Linked DNA regions of Sus scrofa: region 2 is linked to region 1. The links are chromatin contacts, called in public HiChIP or PLAC-seq maps. All regions are on one chromosome and are shown on one strand. Each heading gives the region's core, a stretch centred on a gene start, on an enhancer-like site or on the middle of the called end of the contact. The rest is flanking DNA. Distances are from core to core; before and after follow the strand shown.

Region 1 (5,565 bases), core at 1,643-4,142:
TGTACCAATCAAGGCAATCAGAAGAAGAAGGTGATGATGTCCCAGCACTAGCTTCTAATATGAAGAATTGAGTTTACAGACCTAAAAACTTAAAGAATAAATCTTCAAACTTCATAAAAGGCCTAATGTGGGATGCTAGCTCATATTTTTAGGCAGCTGAAGGAAAATTTAAGAACGCTATGAATTCCCAAATCATAGCCTGGGGTATTCTTAGTGGAATCACACTTCTCACCCATATTTCACTCAGCTTCATGGTAGTAGCCGTGTTTTTTATATCATGGAGAACCGAAAAACCTCTAATATTTATTAAGTACCTAATGAGATCCATTAGTTTATTTGTCCATTTATACATTCTTCCACCTACCAAGCATCTATTGATTGCTTGCTATGTACTTAATATCGTGAGGGGTGCGGGGAATACAAAAATGAAGAGATTGGGGAGGGGCTTTCGACATAGATGAGGCTTTGAAATGGGAAGGAATATGGTAAATTTAAAGAACAAAAAGAAAGTCAACAACCAGAGCAAAATAAGTGACATTTAGCAAGTTAGGAAGAAAGGCCCTGGACAATTGTGTGGGGCTCCATGGACATTTACAAACCAAGGTATCAAATAGTTCTTTCTCTCTTCAGTGATATGATGCATGAGGGCAGAAGTTGCATTTGTCCAAAATAGAGATGTGCAGTGAAAGAGTAGTAAGAAATTTGACATCTGGTCATAAGCATGACTATAGGTAGTAGTTTAATCTTTATTATAGTCATATTTCCTTTTTTTAAACATTAGAATATTGGACTAGACAGCATTAAAATTGTTGTCTCCAAATCTTTAAACAAGGAAAAGAGTAATGTTCTTTCCATCATCAGAAGAAATTAAATCTCAGAATGCAGAATCAAAAATATTGGTTTTGTTGGAGTTCCAGGTGTGGCACAGTGGGTTTAGAGCCTGACGGCAGCAGTTTTGGTTGCTACAGAGGTGTGGGATTTGATCCCCAGCACAGAGCAGTGGGTTAAAGGATCTGGCATTGCTGCAGCTGTGGTGTAAGTAGCAGCTGAGGTTTAGATTTAGTCCCTGGCCTGGGAACTTCCATATGCTGGAGATGTGGCCATAAAATTATACATATATAATATATATATATATATATATATATATATATATATGGGTTTTGTTGCTTGAAGTGAGTTAATCTCTAGAAAAACTGACCAATTATATGAGATTTGGGGGGAAATGGGCAAATAAGAATACAATTCTAGTCCACATAGTTTTTTAAACTAAGTTCCATTAGCTAATTTAAAGTGAAAATTCCTGGTCTATGGAGAAAAGAGATAAGCCTCTATTCAGCAAGGCAGAGAGAAAATATTTAAACATAGGAAATAACATGTTCTTGCAACTAGAGAAAACTACACCTCAGATTCATTTGATAACTGCAAGCTTAAAAATATAGGAGAAGAAAGGCATTCTTGGGAAATATAGAAAAGCAAAACATCAGATTTACACCACAAGGCCAAGCACAATGAGGAGATTTTAAGTTATTTAAACATTTTAAATAAAGTTTATAATATAAAAATTCTTACCCTAAAGGAAAGAATAGGAAAGAAATACAGAAATTTCTCTAATGCTTCATGTGTATATAATGTATATAGAAAATACACTGGATTTGAAAATTTATTATTTTCGAGGTGGTTTGTGATTAAGGTACAGTGTTCTCTTTAGCTGTATGCCTATCTATTTATGTTCCAAAAATATTCTCTTACTCAGTCATCAATCCTAAACTTCAGGAAATAAAATACTAATATTTTGTGTCTTTAGCTTAACATTTTTATCCTACCAATATTCAAATTCCAAAAGGATAAATAACATTGCGAATCATTGCCAGAGATATTTTCCTCAGTGTAAATAAATTGATCAAACTATTTTAAAAGGGAAGATTTGATTGGAGTGAGTAAAGCTGTAGAGGAGAAAGGAGACATGAGGATTGATGTAAGTATAATAAATGTTCACCACAACAAATATAAAGAATAGAGGGTCTATGAAAACCCAAAGCGAAATTCTACATATTAAGGCTAAAATTAAAATTAACTTTACGAACATTTTGTGTCACTAAAAACATTGACTTTCATTCTTGCATTCAGTAAGTTCTGCTTTGAATCCAGTCTCTTCACTATTTCCAGTAAGGCAAATATAGACACAGGGCAGCAATAAGGGAAATTAAAAGTAAAGTATTAAGTTTAATGAGTCCTAAATCCAACTTACCGGATCTCTGTACTGAAGAGGAATGTTCCGAAGAAAGAGTCCTGGCAATGTTGATGTCAGCATAGACTATATCTCCAGCCATTGCCTATGTTAAAACGAGAGAGAAGCCCACTAGTGATATTCTGCTGAAGGGAGTCCCATATGTTGGCAAACTTCCTGTAAGTTAGATAAATTGATAAGGATGATTTTCTTCCCCTCTCCCGAGTTTGGTTTGTTTCTCCGATGAATAACACTCAAAAGCAATGTGTTCAGCCTTATTAATCAAGGTAATAGATTTTTGAACCCTTGCATGTCATAGAAGAAAAGGACTATTTAAGCCGTAGTTTTTTGCTCTACAGTTAGTATTCCGCCTATGTTTGGAATCATTTTAATCTTTAATGATATTACAGAAGATATTGTTCTACTTAACTATGAACCACTTCCTCTTTTTTCTTAGACACGCTCTCCGGCAGAAACTCTATGACCTTCTAGTATTTTCTTCAAAGCAGAATGGCAATTTGAGGGAGAGAACAACAAAAAAAGAGAGAGAGATACTATTGTGAGTGGAATAGAAAGAATTGATAGACACTAAACCTTACTCTAGAGGGAAAATAGATGTTTGAGAACTTTCTTTGCTTATCACTGTGCACTAACTCATTAGAGAAGTATAGTGTTGCATGTTTCAGGTCCTAAATTTGGAGATTCTAAATTTAGTAGGAGGACAGGATAGTCAGCATTTTCTTATTCCAGCCATCAATTTGTGGCAAAGCAATGTTTTTGGAAATATCTGACTGCATGTTTACTTAGATGAACCTTAAGCGTCTCTTTACTTAAGGACCTTAAAAGAAAAGATCAAGATGTTTTAGGTGCTGGAGTTCCTGTTGTGGCTCACTGGGTTAAGAGCCTGACATAATGTTTGTGAGGATGCGAGTTTGATCCCTGGCCTTGATCCAGTGGGTTAAGGATCCAGCATTGTCACACGCTGTGACATAGGTCTAATACGCAGCTTGAATCTGGTGTTGCTGAGAGTGTGGTAGAGGCTGGCAGCTGCAGCTCCAATTTGACCTCTAGCCTGGGAACCACATGCTGCAGGTGCAGCCATAAAAAGAAAAGAAAGAAAGAAAAAAAAAAAAGCACTTTTTTTTTAGTGTGCTGCTTACATCTGGAGGAGTTCACTATAATCTCTGAACTAATGGAGGTGCTGAAATCCAAGTTAGCCTCCTTGAAAGAAAAAAGGCAACAGAAGCCATTTAAGATATGTGGCTACTAATCCCAGACAAAGAATATTTACCAGTGATGATTTAGAACAGTGAACAAACAGGTTCTTCTGAGAAGAAGAATAATGGGGCTGCCAGTTGCATGATTTTTATGTAACATCTTTATATTGATATAGTTGACATGATGTGAGGATTCTGGACATTTCACATAAGTAGACTGTCACACAGTTTTGAGTCGGGCTGTTTCATTCAATGTTTTCAAGTCTCATCCAGATTGTAGTATTTCAGTATGTCATTCCTTGTTATAGTAGAAGGATATCTTACTGTATGGATATATCATGCTTTGATTATACATTTATCATTTGATGGGTATTTGATGTGTTTCTACTTTGGGGCATTTATTAGCAGTGCTGCTATGAACATTTGCATATGGATTTGATTTTTTTTTTGGATATATACTTAGGAGTGGAATTGTTGGGTCATTTAGTAACTATGTTTAAACTTTTGAAAATGGTCCAACTATTTTCTACTGAGGCTTCACCATTTTACAGTCTTTTTTTTATAAGCAGGAAAAAACCCTATCTTTATCAAATGAAGAAGTATGAATCAGTCTTCAAGCAAGATAAAATAATCACGAACAAAATTAACAGTTAAGAGCACACGTACAGAGTAGACTACAGATTTAGTTATTTGGAATAAAACACGTACACCAAAATCAAGAGACAGACCACCGCTCACACTGAGGAAAAGCACTAACTCATTGTAAACACACAACTTCTGAGAAAATAGAGCTGACATTTAAAGGACAGTAAACCAGAGACAAGTCATCATTAGGTTAGAGTACTGATTTGAGCTTGAGGAGGATCAATGTTGAAATGCCATCATAACTCAATGATTTCCCAAGATTTTGTCACCTCAAAAACAGGAATATATAAAAATCAGTAGTACAAATTCTCGTAAAACTTGAAAAGATTTCACATTCTCATTGTCAATGTATGTCTCCTCACAGCCTTATCACACTTGTTAATTTTCATCTTGTTGCTCATGGCTGTCCCACGGGGGCAGGGTAAAGTGGCATCTGATAATTTTGAATTGGTCTGCAGATAACTGCTTTGATGTCATTTACCCAGACTTGTGCATTTTCATCCTAACTCTATGAATATCAGTATTCAGTAGAATTAAGGGAACTTTTTTTTTTTTTTTAACTCTCTCAACTGCCCCAGATTCCTCAAACCCTTATCTTTGTCTCCTCAATTTCAATGAGGCTGCTAGCTCTCTTTGGATAGTTCTTCCTGCTTCTGTATTATGGAAAATCACTCCCAGCGAAATCTGGAGTCATCTTAGCGCTCTTCTTTTTTGCTTCTCTTCCTTTCTTCCTTTCTTTCTCATTTTATTTCTTTCTACTATACCACAGCCACAGCAAAGCAGGATCCAAGCCATGTTTGTGAACTACACCACAGCTCATGTCAATGCTGGATCCTTTAATCCACTGAGCAAGGCCAGGGATAAAACCCCCATGCTCATGGATAATTGTTGGGTTCATTAACCACTGAGCCAGGACAGGAACTCTTTTTGCTTCCCTTTTCTGAAGGAACACAGTCCTGAGCTTTCTGTTCTGTAATATCTGAAAGCATTTTTGCATGTGTTTGCTAAATTTTCTGACTGATTTTAAGTCTGATTCTTCTTAATCCATAGTGCTATCCATTTTAAACATCTTTATATTCATATCATATTCTTTTAAAATGTTTTTTCAAGGTGAATATTATGTGGCTAAATTAGTTTGTTTCATTTTTCCTGTATTATTTAGTTTCAACTTTCCATCATAGTCCATTGTAAGAGTGTTGGCTTTGTAATTTTAAAAGCCTAGGCCTGAATCTTGACTTAAAAAAGGTAGCAGCTAAAGAAGTCTGGACAAATTTATCTTTTAATGCCAATATTCTAATCTACAACAGATACGATATGAAGGACTATCATAGGATATGGGATATTGTAACATGTTAAACTGTAAATACGCCTATTTTTCTCTTGCACATCACCGGCTTCCTTTTACATTTACCATGGTATTTCTCTAACTTCTTCCTCACCCTTTTATGGTGCTTTATTTTATTTTTCTTCTTCCAT
Region 2 (5,565 bases), core at 1,987-4,486, 200 kb after region 1:
CTAGATCATTTTTGGTCCTGGATCCACAGAATCTGCATTTTAAATAAGCCCTTCAAGTATTCACCAGTACAATAAATTTAATAACCACTGCACTAAAAGTACTGCATTTTAGGGGAAAAAAAGTGTTCACCCTTCCATGGTGAACCAATGAATATGTATCATTGCATCTTCGTTAATTCTTTTAAACATGCATCATCGTAGAAGATCAACTGCTAATCCTCATGGTGATTGGCTACTGAATATCCATCTCTCCTGCTAGAACATCATATTTCTTTCCAAAAGAGCAATCTATATCATTAGCCTCAATTTATATACTTGAATAAGTATACTGAATTCTCATTACCCATGAGATCTTAAATATGTAAGAAGAAATGAAAATAGCAGTGAAGGTGTTAGCATTCTACAGCAAAGACGCTTTCTTGGTACAAGTTCCCTGAAAGTTCCCATACTGTGCCCACTCATATACTTAACCGCATCCTACAAAGTGTGTATTCTTAGGATGTTTTCCCACCAACTTTCTGTTTACTGAGTAAGATATTATAAGGCAACTCTTCCTCCTTGTCTGTATCTCTTTTTCCTTCATCAGACTGTAGCTGCTGCTTAGAAGTCTTCTCTGTACCAACATAGTCTTTGGTGAGAAGATTAAGCCTTTATTGTGCTAAGTCTTAGAGGTAAATGAAATGCCATGCCTTTCCTTGAACCCACCTCCCTCAACTCTTGTTTCTCAGCATTGGAATAATGAGAGGATATGTGTCTAGGCAGAAAAGAGGCTCCTTATTCCAGTCATTAACTAGAAAAGTAAAATTTATCTTCATGGTCTAGTCTAGTTTATCAAGAGAAAACCATGTATTTAGGGCCAATTCCTCATAACAATAAAATATGTCCCTTGCAGGTTGACCTTGGAGACCTGGAGAATGAGAGGGAGATGAGGTGGCACAAGCATTAGAGGATTCTGGATGCCAGCACCTATCATATAATCTAACCTGAAATTTACACAGTTTACCAATATGTTTCCTAATCACTTTTCTCAGGCTTGATACAAGCATACTTACACATAATCCCCAAGGTCACCAGCCCAATCAGCAGCATCAGACAGAATGTGAGCAGACCCAGGGCAGCCTGACGCCATATGGAGGATGAAGCTGGATGCCCTGAAAGAAGCCGACAGAAGGATTGGCAAACAGAACTGCCTTGTGGCTGTCATACTTTGAATTGTTTATTTCTTCCACTTAGTATGCTTCCAGATAATAAAATTTCTCTCTTGCTTCTTCAATTCCCCTATCTAGTAAATACCTAAAATGATGCATAATAAGGGCCCCACCATAGTTCTCCAGTTTTTTTCCCCCAGAATTCTCTTTGAGAATCTCTGAATTTTTAGGTTTTTATTTTATATCATCACACACTTTTCTTCTTCAAGATTACTGAATTCGTGAATGAGATGTTGCGGAAATTTCTCTGGATGATACTGACAATGGAAGAGGCGCCAAGTTTTTGAGATTGCAAACCTCCATAAAGCAGGTGTGAATTCCACTTTTATCTATTACGTATTCCATCTTTCACCTAGTAGATAATCAGTTGAATTATCTAAGCTAAAAACAACAGAATAGAATAGAAAGCAACAGGATAACTCTTCAAACTTTAGCATGTTATATATATATATATATATGTATATATGTGTATACGCATACACACACACATATACACACACATATTTTTTCATATTTGCTTGACATTCCTATTCTTTAATTCTGGATCTAGTGAAATCTAGCCCAAAGTTTCGGATAGATTAATACAATCTCCAGAAGCCCTGCCGCATGTACCACATTCACAACTCCCTTTTTCTCAAGGATTAGATTAAAAAAAAAAAAAAACAGGTCAAAAATGTATAACTACCTTTATTAGACACATGCAAAGTCTATTCCCATCCTTTTTTAATATATCATCCCCCCAAAGCCAGGCACACATACACATATGTGCTTAAAATAAAAATAAACCTAAAGAACAGGAGAATGTTTTAGAGGATTCACGACAACCACCTAAACTGTCAACAGATTTTTGAAGGTAAGGGATGTAGTCTGATACCTGACGCTGGATTCCTGACCACAGAGACAGCTATTTTTTCCAACTGGGCACAAAGAAAGGAGTGGAAGATAAGAACAGAGTCTGGTCTCCATCACAGGACAGTTGTATGAACTTGGTTAAATCATTTAATGTCTTTGAGCCTCAGTTTTTTCATTAATACATTGGAGAAAGAACTAATATTATTCCATTTACTTCACAACCATATTTTGATAATGATGAGGTATAATGTATATAAAATACGATACAGATGTCACTGTTGGTTCAACATGACTAATTATACTGGAGTTTCAACTTCCCTAAAAAAGTTTCTAAATACTTATCATGCAGGAACTAGCTTTTGTCTATTTTTGACTCATTCGTCTTCCAGTGCTTCCCTTCAGTTATTTATACCTTCCGAAAGAAAAGTTCCCTCCACCGTCTTTATTTTAGAAGCCTCCGAACTGTCTTCTGAAAGAACAGTCCCCTGGCATCTCTCACAAGGTACAAATATCAAGGACTACATTTAGAAAAATGAATCTTTGAGACCCCAAACTCAATCTCTGGCATATTCAGTCAAAATGATTCATTACAGCACAGAGCCTCTTGACACATAGCAATATCACACAGTTTTAAAAGGTCCCTGAAGCCATGTATTTCTTCCTCAACGTGACCCTATTAGAAGATTCCCCAACTTGGTCTCCATTTTGGAGGTTCCAAAGCACACCTCTCTTGAGCATTCGTCTCAAAGCCAGCACTTCAAGGCACTTAACAGCTGCCCATCCCCTAAAGTCACATCTTGCTTTCTCCGAACTCCTACCTCTTTTCCTTAGGTTATTTGTATCCCGATATTTCCTGCTGCCACAGAATCCTGAAATGTGAGTGTCGCGTAGGTCACTTCTTCGGACATCGTAGAAGAAAGCTCTACTATAAACGTAATTAGTGTTTCAATATCTACAGACCCGGGAAGAGGATGTTCTTTTCAAGGCTGGGAGGTTTTATATCCACACTGAACCAACCCGAGACACATCCCACGGCCCCTCTGTAAGGACAGAAGAACAATCAGTTTTTCTGTACAGTAAGTTAGAGAAGGTCAACTCTTCCCTGAAGAAATAAGAATACTGTAGATCTCAACTGTCTGCTCCTTCAGCGTTGTTCTTGCTGTGAAGCAAAGAACTGGTACTTTGGAGCAGGGATGCTGGTTTCAAGGGGAAGTTCCCATGATCCTCAGTGGAGAGGCTGCTCTGAGTGTTTCAGTCAAGACTCAGGTTGGCCTCTTTACCGGTATTAAAAGCAGCTAATCCTGTATGGAGACTTTGGATCTGGGTTACACTCACCCATACAGGTATCGAGGAGATACACATACTGAGACGAAGGGCTGTCTAGCTAAAAACCAGCCACACCTCGCTGCTGATTTTAAAAACCAAACGTGGAGTTCCCGTCGTGGCGCAGTAGTTAACAAATCCGACTAGGAGCCATGAGGTTGCGGGTTCGATCCCTGGCCTTGCTCAGTGGGTTAAGGATCTGGCGTTGCTGTGAGCTGTGATGTAGGTCGCAGTCGCGGCTGGGATCCCAAGTTGCTGTGGCTCTGGCGTGGGCCGGTGGCTACAACTCCGATTGGATCCCTAGCCTGGGAATCTCCATATGCCGCGGGAGCGGCCCTAGATAAAAGCAAAAAGAGAAAAAAAAAAAAAAAAAAAAAACAAAAACCGAATGTGTACGAGAGACAGTGCAGGCTATAGGCCCGGAGAAGAAATGAATAGCTATTAGAACTCGGCGTGAATGGGAGTTTCCTTCTTACATGTAGATGCCTAACAGAATAATACTCCATTAGGTAACAACCAATGCTCAGAACAAGATTTTTAAAATGACTCCCTGGTATCTTAGGAGAGTGAGAAAAGCAGGCAGGTTCTGGAGAGAAGGAGGCTGGCACATGGGAAGGTGCTTCTGCTTCTGTTTTTCATTTGTCCACTTGTTTGGCTTTTAAGGTTGAGGGAAGCCCACAGTCATTTCAGTGGGGCAGCTGAACTTCCGATAGAGGAAGTACAGGCTTCTGATAAAAGCACAGTCTTCTAGGCCTGAAAAATCAGAAGATGGGGGTTGGGGCAACTGAAGGCAGAGATGCTGTTGGATATTCGAAGGGAACACTGGATACAGGGGATTCTCCGGAAGTCTTTATGCTTGAAGTCTCTTTCAGCTACAAGTAATTTACATTTCATTAAAAAAAATGATGAAATAACCAACCTCTATCTTCTCAAAGGCCTCAAAAAGCCCTGAAAATATGTCTCAAATAAAACTGAGGGAAACTCACTGCACAAGGATTTACGCTGTGACACTGTGCGTTTCAATAGCATCACATGATCAATAAAGAGTTGACAATTTATATAGGAAGTGTTCTGGCTGTTACTTGGAAGCACACAGGAAAAAAAGCACATTGCCCTGTGTGGCAGGTCATTTAGTCACAGCAAGCATCAGACTCACAGAGCTCTTAAAAAGGATTGCATCTTCTTCTAATCCCATGATCCTTTTTATAAAACATACTCATTTTATAATCTTCTCCTTCTAATCCCATCGTACTCTTAATCCCATAAAATGTAATAGTTTATACAAAAGAAAATAGTGCATTGCTGCCAAGAACCTGAGGTAGGCGGAATAATAGCCCCCTAAAGATGATCTTTGCCCTAATCCCTAGAACCTGTGACCATGGTAGATATGGCAAAAGGGGCATTGCAAATATGATTACAGATTTTGAAATGAGGAAATTGTCTTACATCATCTGGGGGGTGCAATTTAATCATGGGAAAGTGGAGAACCTTTCCTGGGAGTGGAGAGATACAGGTTGCTGTTGCTCTGTGAAGACAGAGAAAGGGGGCTGGGAAGCAAGGAGTACAAGCTAAAAGATGAACAGGCAAGTAAATTGATTCTCCCATAGAGCATTCAGAAAAGAGCCCTGCTCAGCCCTGACTGATTTTACCCCAGTGAGATCCAAGTCAAACTTCTAACCTACACAGCTGTGAGACAATAGATTTCTGTTGTTCAAGTGGCTACCTTTTTTTTTTTTTTTGACTTTTTAATCCTTTATTTTCATTTAACAATAAAGTGGCTACTTTTGGGTCATTTGGTAAAGGAGCAAATAACAGAACAAAAAAATATTTGAGCGGGGCTCTACCTGAGGAAGGAAACCGAGGAATCAATTCTAAAGCTTTCCTTTGGGGGAAGGAAGAGAAGATGATAAAAGTGTCGGAGTTCCTGTTGTGGCTCAGGGGTAACGAACCTGACTGGTATCCCCGGGGACTGGGGTTTGATCCCTGGCCCTGATCAGTGGGTTAAAGATCTGGCGTTGCCATGAGCAGCATGGCCATGCGCTGCATGGCCATGTGCTGTGGTGTGGGTTGCAGATACGGCTTGGATCCTGTGTTGCTGTGGCGTAAGCTGGCAGCTGTAGCTCTGATGCAATCCCAGCCTGGGAACTTTTTAGGGTGTGACCCTAAAAAGCCAAAAAAAAAA

The links. HiChIP or PLAC-seq counts read pairs in DNA pulled down with a chosen protein or histone mark.
Region 2: an H3K27ac HiChIP or PLAC-seq map of alveolar macrophages shows a contact between it and region 1. The contact joins the promoter of CLEC12B here to the promoter of LOC100520491 in region 1. A contact is called at or near these places in 6 of 47 Hi-C or Micro-C datasets (alveolar macrophages, blood, heart right ventricle and 3 more) and 1 of 2 datasets of contacts at active chromatin or transcription factors (alveolar macrophages).

What each region holds. Positions count from the first base shown.
Region 1 is chr5:62,104,026-62,109,590 of Sscrofa11.1, reverse strand. It overlaps LOC100520491 (killer cell lectin-like receptor subfamily B member 1B allele B), which reads right to left and starts at 2,892. Exons shown (of 6, transcript XM_003481689.4): 1 at 2,249-2,892. The coding sequence starts at 2,330.
Region 2 is chr5:61,906,134-61,911,698 of Sscrofa11.1, reverse strand. It overlaps CLEC12B (C-type lectin domain family 12 member B), which reads right to left and starts at 3,236. Exons shown (of 7, transcript NM_001302088.2): 1 at 2,910-3,236; 2 at 2,879-2,907; 3 at 1,053-1,151. The coding sequence starts at 2,968.